Linked DNA regions of Triticum aestivum: region 1 is linked to region 2. A link is a contact called in public Hi-C data. All regions are on one chromosome and are shown on one strand. Each heading gives the region's core, a stretch centred on a gene start, on an enhancer-like site or on the middle of the called end of the contact. The rest is flanking DNA. Distances are from core to core; before and after follow the strand shown. Region 1 holds the start of LOC123120566 (probable LRR receptor-like serine/threonine-protein kinase At1g67720). Region 2 holds the start of LOC123120555 (60S ribosomal protein L15-2).

Region 1 (6,994 bases), core at 347-2,846, 660 kb after region 2:
TAGTTACATTCACGTTCGATCATTGGTCATTTCGGTTCAACAGGCAGATCTGTCGTACGTGCTACACATGGATGAAATTATCAAGTTGGTATACTAGCTTTGGCAAGCTTGTACGTACGAAGGTTGATGATGGAGTTTGTTGTCCGCCGTACCATGCATACATGAAACGTGTACGGATTAGCTCAATCTATGCACTTTGAACTACGTACTAGCCCACGAACCTACAAGGCAACCACTCGTCTGATGAGCATTTATTTTTCTCGCTGATTTTTTTTCTTGTGAAAAGGAGGTTAAACCCCGGGCTCATGCATTACTTGATGCACACATCCATTCTTATCAATTAGTCTTAAGCATAGTACAGAACAAACTTTAATCATAGCCAAACCATTACAAGATGTGAAATAAACACTGACGACTAAGTCGAATTTCTTCCGTAGCAACGTCTTCAATGAGGGGTAAAGGTCCTCGCGGCATCATCGTAACATCCGACCTGAGGTGACCTAAGACAACGATTTTCATACTGGTTGCCATGACCACTCAATGAAAATCGACACAATAGCAAGTAGACAATGCCTAACAAAGCAAGTTTGTCACTGCTGAGCTTGACCAATAAAAGACAAGAGATGGGTTTTTTCACCCCGGACAAGACTTATCTCTTAGATTATGCAACACACATTCCTACAAATGTAGTCGAAAAAAATATATAACTGTGCTCAAAAGAATAATGTGGAGACTACTATCAACTATGTCTGATTTCAATCTTGCACCTCAAGCCTCTGCTCTAGAAAACAATACAAAATCTCAAAAACGGTTTTTGCCAGCCTTCCCACATCTCCATGTATCATCCTCTTTCGTGCGTTGTAGTCATGTTGCGCCAAAACCTATAGTACACACCAACAAATGTACTATATCGTTATCATTCATGGGTACGTTTGGCTATCAAGTAAGCTGTAGAGGATCATCAGACCGTTCTCTCCAATTTGTATCGCCCCATATTGTGGCACCTACTTTTTTCCGTTGTGGAGTGGGAGTGAACCGGAAAGTAAAATAATCGACTCATGGCCTGGTTAAAACCCGACACAATGAAAAGTGTATTGAGAGAAAAGGCATATATATTCTTAAAAATCGTCTGGTATGCCTCTAGATACGAGAAGCTAAATTATAAAACCGAGCCTAATCCCAACCCTCTTATATATGCACTATGCATTCCTGTCCGTTCATAACTACGGCGGAGAGGAAGGTTGCTTCTGAGGGATTCTCGTGGTTAACCATTTGATACTTTGCTCACTAAAGGAGATTTGGGTTGGTTCTTTTTTTCCTTTAAAATCTCCCATTGAAGACTATGAAAGTATAGTAGTAGTAAAAAAGAACACCCTAGCTACTACCACATGGTAGCATCCACCACAAGAAGGGCCACAAGACGGTCCACAGCGCTCCTCCCACACAGTTCCAAGAGAATTAGTGCCGCCTACCCTTTTGCTTTGGGTTGCCAGCGGCGGTGGGCCCGACCTGTCAGCCGCACCTTTCTCCCCAGGTGGGGCTCCTTTCGTCTTTCTTTTTCACTGTCTTCCACACTGCCTTTTCTCCACTGAGACGGGCAGACAGACGCACTCTCTCGCCGCCCGCCCCTAATCCCTCCTCCTTTTGTCGATTTTTGAACAATCAAAGCGCCCCACTCCGTTGATTTGTTCCTCCCCAGCAAAAGGGGCACCAGCATACGGATTACGGCGTGTGCTCATCCTCTTCTTCTAGCTTTGTGTTGCGCTGTTCCCACTTCCCAGACCCAGGAACCAGAGGAGGAGCCGCCACAAGCAGAGCCTTTCCCCGCTCGCAGTCGCTGGCAGCACCTCGGCGGAAACAATGGAGTGAAGGAAGGATACTAGAGGCTGCCGCTGTGCTCCTCCTCTCCTCCTGCGCCTGGACTGGGATGAGGATCCGTCCGGTTTTGACCCCTTGATGCTCGAGTCGAGAGGGTGTCTGCTCAAGATCGACGGACCACCAGCAGCAGCAGCAGCTCAGGTTGCCTAGCTGCTTCTCTTCTTTGCTTGCCTCCGTGGGAGTGAGGTCTCGAGAGGGAACCCCATGGCGTCCGCCGCCGCGCTTCTCCTCCAGCTCCAGCTGCTGCTGCTCCTCTCGCTCTCCGCTGCTCAGCCTGGTGAGTCGCCCTTTCCTTCTCTTCTCGCGAGATTCTTGGGCCATGGAGGATTGGCGCACCTGCTTAGGTTAGAATCCATAGCCTTAGATGCCGAAAGAGTCCAGATTTCTAAGGAGATTTGCGCAGCGTATACATGTTCATGTACTAGTTGATAATTCATTCAGATTTCATCTTCTTGGGCAACACATTTATGCTATACTACTTGCTAAGTTATGTATGCTACTATTATACTTTCTAAGTTTAGGGGACGAGCAAATCCCAAATAAAAATAGCAAATTTGCTTGCGTGCAGGTTTCATCAGCTTGGATTGTGGGGGAGCTGATGATTACACAGATGGCATTGGCATCCAGTGGACTTCTGATGCCAAGCTGGTCTTCGGTGGGCAGGCCACAAACCTGCCGGTCCAAAACCAGCTCCAGAAACAATATTCAACTCTGAGGTATTTTCCAGCAGACACCAGCAAGTATTGCTACACGATGAATGTGAGGACCAGGACACGCTACCTCGTCAGAGCTAGCTTCCTCTACGGCAACTTCGACAACAGCAACGTATACCCCAAGTTTGATCTCTCCCTGGGAGCCACTCCCTGGTCCACGGTCATAATCGATGATGCCGACACGCCGGTTGTAGAGGAGGCGATTATCTTGGCTGCCGCTCCCACACTCAGTGTCTGCCTCTCCAATGCCAGCACAGGACAGCCGTTTATCTCTACACTCGAGCTTCGCCAGTTTAACGGTTCACTCTACTATACTGACTATGAGGCACAGTTCTTCCTTGCACTGTCTGCAAGGATAAATTTTGGTGCTGATGGCAATAAATCAGTCAGGTACTGTATACTACTCCCTCCATTCCAAATTACTTCCTCCGTCCCATAATATAAGAGCGTTTTTGGCACTACACTAGTACCAAAAACGCTCTTATATTATGGGACGGAGTGAGTATAAGATGTTCTGACTTTTTTCTGAATCAGATGTATATAGACGCGTTTAGTGTGTTTGGTCACTCATTTCAGTCCATATGTAGTCTATATTGAAATATCCAGAACATCTTATAATTCGGAATGGAGGTAGTACACGATATGAACATTGCCAATAGCTTCATATGAACATGTGTTTGTTCTTGCAATCTTCTGTCCTATACTTAGGTTTGCAGTTATATTGTACCACTAGAGTGTCTAACTGCGCCATACTGCCACAAAAAGTTCTTCCTTTTTTGGGAGGTTACATAACAAAGTTCTGATCGTGCTTCACTTAGTATCATGTGTTTTTAGTTTTGATATAAAATGCCTTGTTCAATAAAAATATATAGTTGAAGGGAGCTCTTCCTTTGAATTTCTCAGGTACCCTGATGATCCATTTGATAGAATATGGGAATCCGACTCTTTGAGGAGAGCGAATTACCTTGTTGATGTTGCTCCAGGGACTGAAAGAATAACAACCACAAAACCTGTATTCGTCGGTACTGAATTAGAACCACCTGAAAAGGTCATGCAAACAGCAGTGGTTGGCCAAAATGGATCCTTGAACTACCGGCTTGATTTGGAAGGGTTCCCGGGAAATGCATGGGCAGTCTCATATTTTGCAGAAATTGAAGATTTGGCCCCAGATGAAACTAGGAAATTTAAGTTAGTGGTTCCTGGCATGCCATTATTCAGTAAACCAACCGTTGACGTGGAGGAGAATGCGCAGGGGAAGTATCGTTTGTACCAACCAGGTTACACAAATGTGACACTTCCATTTGTTTTCTCTTTCGAGTTCAAGAAGACAAATGATTCTTCAAAGGGACCTATTTTGAATGCTATGGAAATTTACAAACATGTTCAGATTACCATGGGATCTCAAGATGGTAAGCACTTGTCCACATTGTTGTTATCATTTTTTTCCAGATCAAGCTAACTGTGTAGTCTCTCTCTGATGTGAAAAAAAATAATACTTTTTGACTAATTTAGTCGTTCCATTATATTGACAGCAAACACCATGTCTAGCTTGGCCTCACGGTATCCTCAAGCAGGTTGGGCGCAAGAGGGTGGCGATCCATGCTTACCAGTGTCATGGACCTGGGTGCAATGCAGTTCAGAAGCAGCACCCAGAGTTCTTTCGATGTATGATAAATTTAATCTGCAATTCTGCCTTCACTTTGGATTTATTGATTAATTCCTTGTTATAAAACCTAAGAATTGTCCCTCACAGCACATTGTCAGAGAAGAACATCACAGGAAGTATCCCTGAGGAGTTGACAAAGTTATCGGCATTGGTCGAGTTGTAAGCTCAGATAGTTCATTCTTTCCATCCTTTTTTTTTTTTGCTTTCTCTTGTCTGATCTACTTATTTCTGTAAATGCAGAAGACTCGATGGTAACTCATTTTCTGGTGGAATCCCTGATTTTAGTGGATGCAGAAATCTGCAGTATATGTGAGTTTGCAGTTCTTGTCATAGAGCAGCATTCTGCAGGATTTATTGAACTAATCCAACGTGGTTTTATATATATGCAGTCACCTTGAAAACAATCAGTTAAACGGCGCGTTGCCATCCTCTTTGGGAGAACTACCTAACCTCAAAGAGCTGTAAGTTCTTCATAATTTTGTGCACTTTGTTTATGCACCCCTTACTATGGAGAATAGAAGTTGATACAGTGGTCCAGACTGTCCTTCCTCTCTTTGTCTCCTGATGTTCTGTGCTCAATTTTTTGTCGATGCTATTAATTTTATCTTTCTGGAATAAATGCATTTGATCAAGAGTCTTTACAGAAACAGAACTTCTGCACTTACTGATTCCCAACCATTTGCAGGTATATTCAGAACAATAGGCTTTCCGGACATATTCCAAGGGCACTTTCCAAGAAGAGCATTATTTTCAAGTCAGTACTTTCTCTTTAGGCAGATGTAGCTAGCATATTTTAAATTAATTAATGTAGAATATTGTGCTTGAGAACACTACTGTGGCTGGACAAGCTTCACTTAACTTTGGTGACATATTGTGGTAACATACGTCGAGAGCAACAATGGTCCTTCAGGGCCAAGCGATAGTATTAGCCACAATGATATTGTTCTTTAGGATGTTCCTTCTGTTCTAATTTCTTACCTGCTGCAGCTCGTCAGGCAACAATCTTCAGGGGCCAAGTGATAGTATTAGCCACGGCACCATCATAATCATCGTATGTGCTGTGGTTGGGGCCATCTTGTTACTTGCGGTTGCTATTGGATGCTGTTTGTGTACACACAAGAGAAAGAAAAAACCTTCACGTGGTATGTGTTCTTTGGCTCAGTGGATGTTTCTGGTACTGTGTAAGAACATGCAGTGATTTATTTTTGCCATCTTGTAGAAACTGTTGTTCTTGCAGCACCAGCGAAAAAGCTAGGGTCATATTTCAGTGAAGTAGCTACAGAAACAGCGCACAGATTTGCTTTATCAGAAATTGAAGATGCTACTGACAAATTTGAGAGGAGGATCGGCTCTGGGGGGTTTGGCATAGTATACTACGGAAAGCTGGCAGATGGGAGAGAGATCGCAGTCAAGCTTCTCACAAATGACTCCTATCAGGGCATCCGAGAATTCTTGAATGAGGTCTGCTTCTGTTTTAGCCTTGTTTATGTTTCTACTCCAAGTGTAGCTCTATGGCAGTACATACCTTTTTCACCGTTGAAGAGATAAACACAGCACGTTTACTTGTTTCTGCTTTTAGTATGGCTTGGTAGATCGACGCCCTGTTGTGAAGCAAGAACCTGATATGTCGACCATGCTACTTTTTCTTAATCTAATGACCTGTTAATGTGCTGTGAGCATGTGACAATTTTTGCCTCAATTATACTTATAGTCTTAGCTTAGATCAGTCAGATGTAATCCTTCTCTATGTTTCTGCAATTTCGGTTCCTGGCGCTTGCCTTTTAAATATCCTTGCATTCTGTGTCTACACATCCCTCTTGTAGTCTGCTGTAAAGGTCTACTGAACATCCATGTCATGATATGGTTGCACCATTGCATGCAAGATGTACCATATGCTCATGCATTTCTTTCTTCCAGATGTGTCCTGATGAGTTAGCTGGCTTATTGTTTCAGGTGGCGTTGCTTTCGAGAATACATCACAGGAACTTGGTAACCTTCCTTGGTTACAGTCAACAAGACGGGAAGAACATACTTGTGTACGAGTTCATGCACAACGGAACACTAAAGGAGCACCTTCGTGGTGAGTGCCCTTAGCTGATGTTAATTTTGTTTGGTGGGATTAACAGCATACTATACTGTTGGCATATGCACATAATGTTTCTTTAGCGGCAAAACTTTGTCTGGGGAACTGTATTTAGGATCTTGTACAACATGTTTAGTTGGTTGACCTCAGACTTGTACTTGGATCAGCTTCTTTTTAAGGATAGATCAGCTTTTTGTTCTGTGTGGACAGGCCGCCAGGCCTGACATTGCTGATTTTTGCCCTTAAACCAAAAGTTGCCGTGAACCATTAAGAAATTCCAGTAGTACACAGAAAATTTAGTAAGTATCTGAATTTTGAGGTCTATTCTTCAGACTTGAGCCGAGGACCGACATGAACTGTTAGATTAATGTGCTCCTTACTCCATAGAATAGAATAACATATAAAATATTAAACCTCTGAATTCTGACGATGTTCACAGGAGGACCTAATGATGTGAAAATAACTAGCTGGGTTAAGCGCCTTGAGATAGCAGAAGATGCTGCGAAAGGTCTGTCTCAGTTTCCCTCCTACTCTTCTACTAGCATGCAATCTGAAGATTCTGAATCTCTCTTTTTTTGTCTTGAACATTGCAAATATCAGGTATAGAGTACCTCCATACGGGATGCTCTCCAACCATAATTCACAGAGATGTTA
Region 2 (7,496 bases), core at 1,446-3,945:
CATCCGAATCGGTCGGCGAACCGATATAGGCAATACAATCCGAATCGCGCGTTCCGGACAGTTTAAGGGTTGGGCGTTGTAGATGTCCTTACACCTTTGATCTGAATGACATAGCACAGCCTCACGGAAATTGGGTTCGGGCGTTCGGCAATACATACCATAGCAGAGCCTAAAGAAACCTTTTATCTACACGAGGCTCGGCCAACACCATTTCGGAGTTTTCGGTTTCTTTGATGAAATGGGGAGGTACGCTCTTTCTGCCAAAGAAACCATATTGAAATATCATCACAAAAAGTCCCCCACATATACAGTAAGGTGCAAATTTATGATTAAAAACTTACATGATCACTCAACTAAGCAAAACTGCAAGAGCGTGACTCGGGTGTTTAGGCAAAGCCTCACGAATCCGAATAGGCTGGACAGACTTTTCCTCTACATGTACAACTAGGAAACGGGATTACCCCTGTCCATTGGGTGTGCATCTGAGCCCAGGCTCAGAAATGGATATTAGCATTTGAGTTGACTACTATGTAAGATGACAGGTTGTATTGTCTTCCGAAATGAAAAACCATCCTTACAAGGCTAGCCTCGAAGTCATCTCACTAAGATTTCCCTTTCTTAGGTGGACACGAGCACATCCGCTGTCAAGTGGCTCAAAGAGACCCGAAAGAATTAACAGAATTTCAAAAAAAAACTTCCATATTTGAGCCACAAAAAATTGCAGACCAGCAAACCCTAAAAATTTGCAAACCAACATTTAGATAAAACCAGTAGCAAGCAATATAACACAGATGACAACAAGCAATTGAAGAATTTCCCATATGCAAAGAGATGAAAAGCATCATAACATTATAAGGTGAACGAGCAAACATATGACAGCATAGCACACAGCATACGATTACTAAACCATTCTTTCTTCTGGTAACACAGGCAGATAGCAAATAGTTCAACAGATATGCCTCGACATAAAGGTTCTAGCACAAGCTTCAAGTAGTCTCAGAACGAAGGTAGCAAAACCTGATGGCTCAAACAAAATACTATCAAGGTGTGCATAGGGCAGCTTAACGGTAGCGGCGGAGGGAGACGGTCTGGTTGCGCTTCCAGGTGGCTCTCCTTGAGGGCCTGTTCTTGTGGTGGCGGTGGCCCTTGCCACGCAGACCACGGAATTTCTTTCCCGCCGACGTGAGTCCGCGAAGCTCACGGTGCTTGTGCACGGGCTTGCAGAGCCAGTTGATCCTTGGGTCGTTGCGGACAGCACTGTGAGCAACATCAACAAGGATGACCTCAAAGTACTTGTAGGTAGAGTCCTACAGAACAAGAAACGCACAAGCAGAAAATTAGTGAATATCAGACTTGAGAATTCCCAGCCATTTCCACACATCATAGCAACTAACAAGTATATACCTCATTCACCCAGTAGGAGTTGAGCACACGAAGACCACCCAGCCTGCGCCCAGCTCTTTCTTCAGCAACAGACCTCTTGTTCCTCTGGAACTTGAGCTGGGTAATACCCTGGTGCTTGGGCTTACCATAGACAATACCCTTGGGCACTGGCCTCTTCCTGCCACCACGCCTGACACGGATACGGTAGACCACATACCCCTAGACACACAAGGAACATATGGTAAGCAAAGGGAATCAATTATATCGTGGAGAAAGTAGTGCAGAATAAGATAGCTGCACAAATCAAAGCAACAAAAATTACAAACAAAGACATGCATCAATTATTGGACCAAAAGCTATAAGCTATGCAGCAATGCTTAATGGACAATTCACATTTCACTAAAGCATCCAGCACAACCAATTGAACCCTCAAATCCTAAATCCAATCTATAAACCGAAGGAACTAACTGTGAATATATCCAATGAACATGCTTCAGCGTGCAAGGCTCGCATAGAAACAAGCATTCAACAATGAAACAAGGCAAGCATTTAGACAACCGGGCAATGAACAAGCGGTTAGAACTTGTAAAATTGGTAGATAACACAAGAGACAACCACATAATGCCTCGTCGTGTATTTTACAAACATGTGTTCGTGGCATCATGACTGGAGTAAGTTCAGATCTGTTCCAAAAGACCAAGTGCAGTTTGTTGCAGAAAAATGGCATAGAACTTCCATCAACTAAAACTAAACCTAGCATCGACGAGACAGAAAAGGCGCAGTTTCCCCGCACAACGAACCACCAGACGAAGAAAACTAGTCGACCTAGGCCAGCAACCACAAGCATATATGTACCCAGCCATGGCATCGCACAAGGAACAGAAGGGAGGATCGGATCTAGGAGGGAAAGCGAACCTGCTTGGCCTTGAAGCCGAGACGGCGAGCCCTGTCGGGGCGGGTGGGCCTGGTGATGCGCACGATGGCCGGCTGCTGCCTGTACTCCCAGCAACGCACGCGCTGCACGAACCTCATCACGTCCGACTGCTTCCTCCTCCATAGCTCCGACACGAACTTGTACGCGCCTGCCACCACGAATCCATCAAAACGAGCGCGCAATAATACATGCGAGAAGGCAAACGGGCGAGGTTGCGGGAGGAAGAGGAGCTGCTAGACGGAGGGGCTCACCCATGGCTGCGGCTGCGGCTGCGGCGGCAGAGTGCGGAGACGGCGGGGAGGGGGAGCGTGGAGCCTTAGGGCTTGGGGAGAGAGTGGTCTTTTAACACCCGGGCAGACCTGGCAAATGGGCCGGCACAGCCTGGGCCCTATTAGACGTGCCTGGCATGGCCCACGGCAGCCCGTTTATAAACGGGCCGTGCCATGACAACACGCGTGCAGCAGTTCCAGGTCCAGGCCCAGCACATTAGTTAAAGGTGTTGGGCCTATGGCCCGTTTATCCCTTGTTAGCCACATGTTTTTGGCATGTCAAAAAAAACCACATATTTTTGGGCCTATATATAAAATTAATTTTTTTAAGTCGCGTTGTGCCAGCATGCAGGCCTAGCCTCGCGGCCCTGGCACGGCCCCAGGCATGTCGCGTGCGAGGTATGACTCGTTTAACCATGTGTCGGGTAGGGCCTAAGACGTGTTGGGCACGCGAGCTAATGGGCCGGCACAGTAAGCATGACTAAGGTGGCCAAAGTTGCTCCGGGGTGTCCCTACACCCTCGTGAACAGTAAATTAAAAAAGATAGAACCCTAAATCTGAAATTTTGAGACATCAAATATGCTCAAACTTTGTAGGTGCCTGCAAGATTTCATGCGCAAAAAACATTCGAGGAGCTCTGCACAACAAAACGATTTCACTTCTCAAAGTATTGAACACTAATTTTTTTCTCACGTGTAGAGCTCATTGGATAATATTTTTTGATGAAAATTTGGAAGCACCTAAGACATTTGAGCATACGACTCCATGTTGGCACGAAACCACCCGAAGAAGCAGGAGGGACCAAACTTATCTGATTTCAATTATGGAGTAAGATTTGCTGGTTTTGAAGTTGAGGGACAATTTTTATACTTTTGGGGAGGTCAAGGAATGAAAAATATATATTTACTTAATATATAGTATCATTTTTTCTTAAAGAGAATTTAACCATTATATAGCGAACACCAAAAAAAAACATCGATTGCACTATCTTGCTCTAGTCTTACTGTCATTTGTTCCTTCTAATAAACCACTTGAATCGACGCCTCATTTCTGTTGATCAACAAGGGATAGATGCCACCGGTAACGGGTTCCATAGGGGGACATTTTGTGGTCATATAATCATTGTCCCACTCACACCCTATTAAACGCGTTTCCTTGGAAAACAATGAATTGTCTGATTTAAGCTTCATTCCGCCATCAACATTTGGTTGCTCAAATGAAGTATGTTGTCAGCTAATAGACCATGCAAGTGTGATGTACCAGCTATACCTGGTTTCATATCAAATGAACTAGCATATTGTGGCACCACCTAATCTGCACATATTGTAGATCCCAAAATATTCGGTATTCTATTGATCTTATTAATCAAAATCTCATAAAAAGTCATGACCTAGAGTGCAACCATTGCCTTCCGACAAAGAGACTGCCACCGTTGTTTCTCCAATGAAAGAATTCTCCGAGTGGATTACCTGGAGTACCGCAATTGGTTGTGCAGCAGAGGCCGAGGGTTATTCTAATTTGTGAAAAACTATTGATATTTACTTATTTTGTTGGGTACTTCTTTCGTTTCAAAATATTTGAAGTTTTAGTTTTGTCCAAAGTCAAACTTCCTCGGGTTTGACAAGTTCATAAAAAGTTTTACTAATATCCACAACATCAAATATATATACTAAAAAATATCACTGTGATGACTCTAATGAAACTAATTTGGTGCAGTAGATGTCAATTTTTTTTCTTCTATTAACTTGATTGAACCTATAGAAGTTTGACTTAGGACAATCCTAGAGCTTCAAATGTTTTCAATCAAAGGGAATATGTTATTGTTCATTTTGTGGGTTTTGTAAATGTTTTGATGTTCTGGAGTTTGGATGATTAATGATAAAGCAATTAAGGAACCCATGTGTTTGTGAATATACATGGATGAAAATCCCTGAGGATTTGGTTTAACCGAAGAGTTATGGCCCCTAAAAATTATGTGGAACAGTTGAAGAATTCAGAATGCCCGTCGAGGAATATGAAGACGCGGTGTACACTTTTGTTTACTAGTTTCATCTTTTTTATTGTAGTCACATCAAACCGTACTATTAAGAGCTAATAAGATTGAAGTCTTCGTGTCTATACTCAATGAAACCTATTTCCGAGTGAAGAATCAATCAACCTATTTTGGAAATCTCATTCCAGGCGGATTATTTAGCCTCAATGTCTTCGGGACATCGAAGTTAAATTTTCGTCAAGGAGTTGGATGGTTTGTTCCGCAAGTCAGTAGAGTGCTCTGAGTTAAAAATCCAATCGTTAGTCACGTGTCGTGTTAAAAATCCAATAGTGCACCTCCGACCAGCTGCCTCTACAAGACCTATAAGCTCAGTTCGCCTGCTGCCCTTCCACTGTTATCATCTTCTTTCCTTGAATCTGTAAAATCAATGAGAACTCACGCCACATTACCTCCTATATTTCATCGGTTTAAGGGCTTAACAGTAAGAGAAATGTATGTATTGTCAACTCAGGAGCTCAACTGGAAACTTGTCCTAGGGAATTATGTTTTCTTCCTTTCTACTGCAAAGCAAAGGAGACGGATTTCATACCGACGTCACAAACAGAAATAGAATAAGCGCAGTACAATACAACAGCTCAAAGGATTTTATTCTTTAAACTCCAACAAAATAGTACAATACCACTAGTTACTTTATAGGTTTAGTCAGCTGATAAGATAAATCAACAAGAAAAATACAAACTCCTCGGAGCTCGCTGCGTCGGTCCAACAACAAACCCAACCGAGTACAAGTTTCGCAACTCATGATGCTCACCAAGCTTCCCAACCTTTCTTCCACTCACAATCTGTTGTTCTTCATCAGCTCCACAAATTCACCAAACGCTGCAACGCCAAAAGAGTTAAAACAGTAAGTCACATCCACGACCACATTAATAATGGAACTAATAATTTGTCTTCCGAAAAACTGTTTTGCGCGCATGCAGTAGCCAAGAAGTTATACATACCCAAGTCTGAGTCATGGGGCCCTGGGGAGGACTCCGGATGGTACTGGAGAGACATAAGCTTCATCTTGGGGAACACAAGACCAGCACAGCTCTGGTCATTTAGGTTGATGTGTGTTACTTGTACTCCTTCCGGGAGCGATTTAGGGTCCACAGCATAGTTATGGTTCTGCATACCAAATCAAATGTTACAGCAATTCATATGCACTAGTTATTCAAAAACGACAAAAAAAAGTGTCATTCTTGTCAATAAGCTAATGAAACAACACAAAATGGTACCAGCTTATAATCATAACTTACTATCACTGCTGCTTAAACACCAGTACAATTTGTAATGAATAACCAAACTAACCTACGAATCTTCAGAAATATATAGCTTGAAGTTCAAAAAAATGTATAAAACTTGCACAGATGGCCTCATGCTGGCTTTCATAGTCCCTAGACCAAAACCCAAGCAAATAGGTTCAAGCAGGCGGCTTAGACTTACCAAAGTTACGCATACCTGACTATCACTACAATTTGGCAAAATATACTAGTAAACAAGGCAAGTAAACTAACTGAAAAGATAAGCAAAATGGGCGGGGTAAACTGACAATCTATGCTTGTAAACTGACAATGATAGTTTCAACGTTTTGATCAAGAATAATGCCTTAAAGCCAATTACACCCATATATTATACCCACTACAATCAAATCCTTTGAGCTTTGACCATAGATAACTTCAAAAAATATCATGGTTAGTGTAAAAAACGCTCTTATATTATGGGACGGAGGGAGTAAAAAATAACAACAAAAATTAACTGTGCAAACCCTCGTGAAACAGAGAAGGCACAAGTCATAGAATGAAGATCATTACTATGTCAAAAAAATGACAAACATCCAGAAACCAGTCAACTGGATTTTAACTTCACGAATCTAAGCCCAATAAGATTGCTTGTCAGAAATCTTATAAGGCTTTTTTTCCATATAAACTTAGTCTTTCAGCATTCACAAAACTATGGTCTTCACAGTCCATGTACTAGCTTTAATGTCTTACAGTCAATGTAGTAAGGTGCCTACTGCCTAAGATAAAATCTAAGCCCAAAGATGAGGTAAAGAGCAGAGTTGCTTGGCTATGACATGAAGCTAACTTAGTACACGTTTAAGTTAACTAGGAGACCCACGACACATACTCAGCACTAAGTAACATGACCTACCAGAAAACACGAACTATCAAAGTTATATACTTTCTGACCATCTCAAGAAAAAACTGACAAACCTGTGCACTGATGTCTACACGTCCGGTCCTGTTGTCACGAACTGGATGGTTTCCTCCGTGATGACCAAATTTCATTTTAAACGTCTTTCCACCAAGAGCCTGCCCGATCAATTGATGGCCCATGCAGATACCAAATACTGGAACCTTCCCTACTATTTCTTGTACTGTTTTCACGGCATATGGAACTGCAGCTGGGTCACCAGGGCCATTACTAAAAAGAACACCATCAGGCTTCAAATTAAGTACATCCGAAGCAGGCCAGCTTGCTGGAACAACAGTTATTTTGCATCCATATGATGCCAGGCGTCTCAAAATGTTATGCTTCACTCCAAAATCATACACAACGACCTATATAATTGGGAAAAAATGTAAGTGGAAAGATACAAGTTTTTTCTTGAATACCACTAAAAACATGAGTGATACTGACATGAAAAGTTTCACTTGACTGATTGTCGTTGAACTCCCATCCTGAACCGGTCTTGTCTACCCATTCATATGGAGCATCACATGTAACATCACTTATCAAATCAACACCTGCAGGAAAGCAGCACCAAAGTTTCATGATGTGCAACAAAAATCATCAATAGTAGTATTTAAACATCAAACAGCAGCATGCATACAATGTGTGAAGAAACTCTAACATAATAACAATGCAGAGGAAA

Evidence for each region. A called contact is a pair of places that touch in the nucleus more often than the background predicts.
Region 1: a contact with region 2 is called in a Hi-C map of leaf, with 4 times the contacts expected there. The contact joins the promoter of LOC123120566 here to the promoter of LOC123120555 in region 2. A contact is called at or near these places in 2 of 5 Hi-C or Micro-C datasets (both in leaf).

Annotation. Positions count from the first base shown.
Region 1 is chr5D:255,421,327-255,428,320 of IWGSC CS RefSeq v2.1, forward strand. It overlaps LOC123120566 (probable LRR receptor-like serine/threonine-protein kinase At1g67720), which reads left to right and starts at 1,597. Exons shown (of 15, transcript XM_044540573.1): 1 at 1,597-2,155; 2 at 2,447-2,981; 3 at 3,495-4,000; 4 at 4,124-4,256; 5 at 4,345-4,416; 6 at 4,498-4,566; 7 at 4,647-4,718; 8 at 4,943-5,011; 9 at 5,245-5,399; 10 at 5,477-5,718; 11 at 6,211-6,337; 12 at 6,780-6,848; 13 at 6,941-6,994. The coding sequence starts at 2,083.
Region 2 is chr5D:254,764,671-254,772,166 of IWGSC CS RefSeq v2.1, forward strand. It overlaps LOC123120555 (60S ribosomal protein L15-2), which reads right to left and starts at 2,696. Exons shown (of 4, transcript XM_044540566.1): 1 at 2,569-2,696; 2 at 2,299-2,465; 3 at 1,405-1,602; 4 at 833-1,307. The coding sequence starts at 2,572. The coding sequence ends at 1,062. LOC123120553 (carbamoyl-phosphate synthase small chain, chloroplastic) reads right to left here. Exons shown (of 9, transcript XM_044540565.1): 6 at 7,262-7,368; 7 at 6,835-7,182; 8 at 5,581-5,746; 9 at 5,201-5,458. The coding sequence ends at 5,415.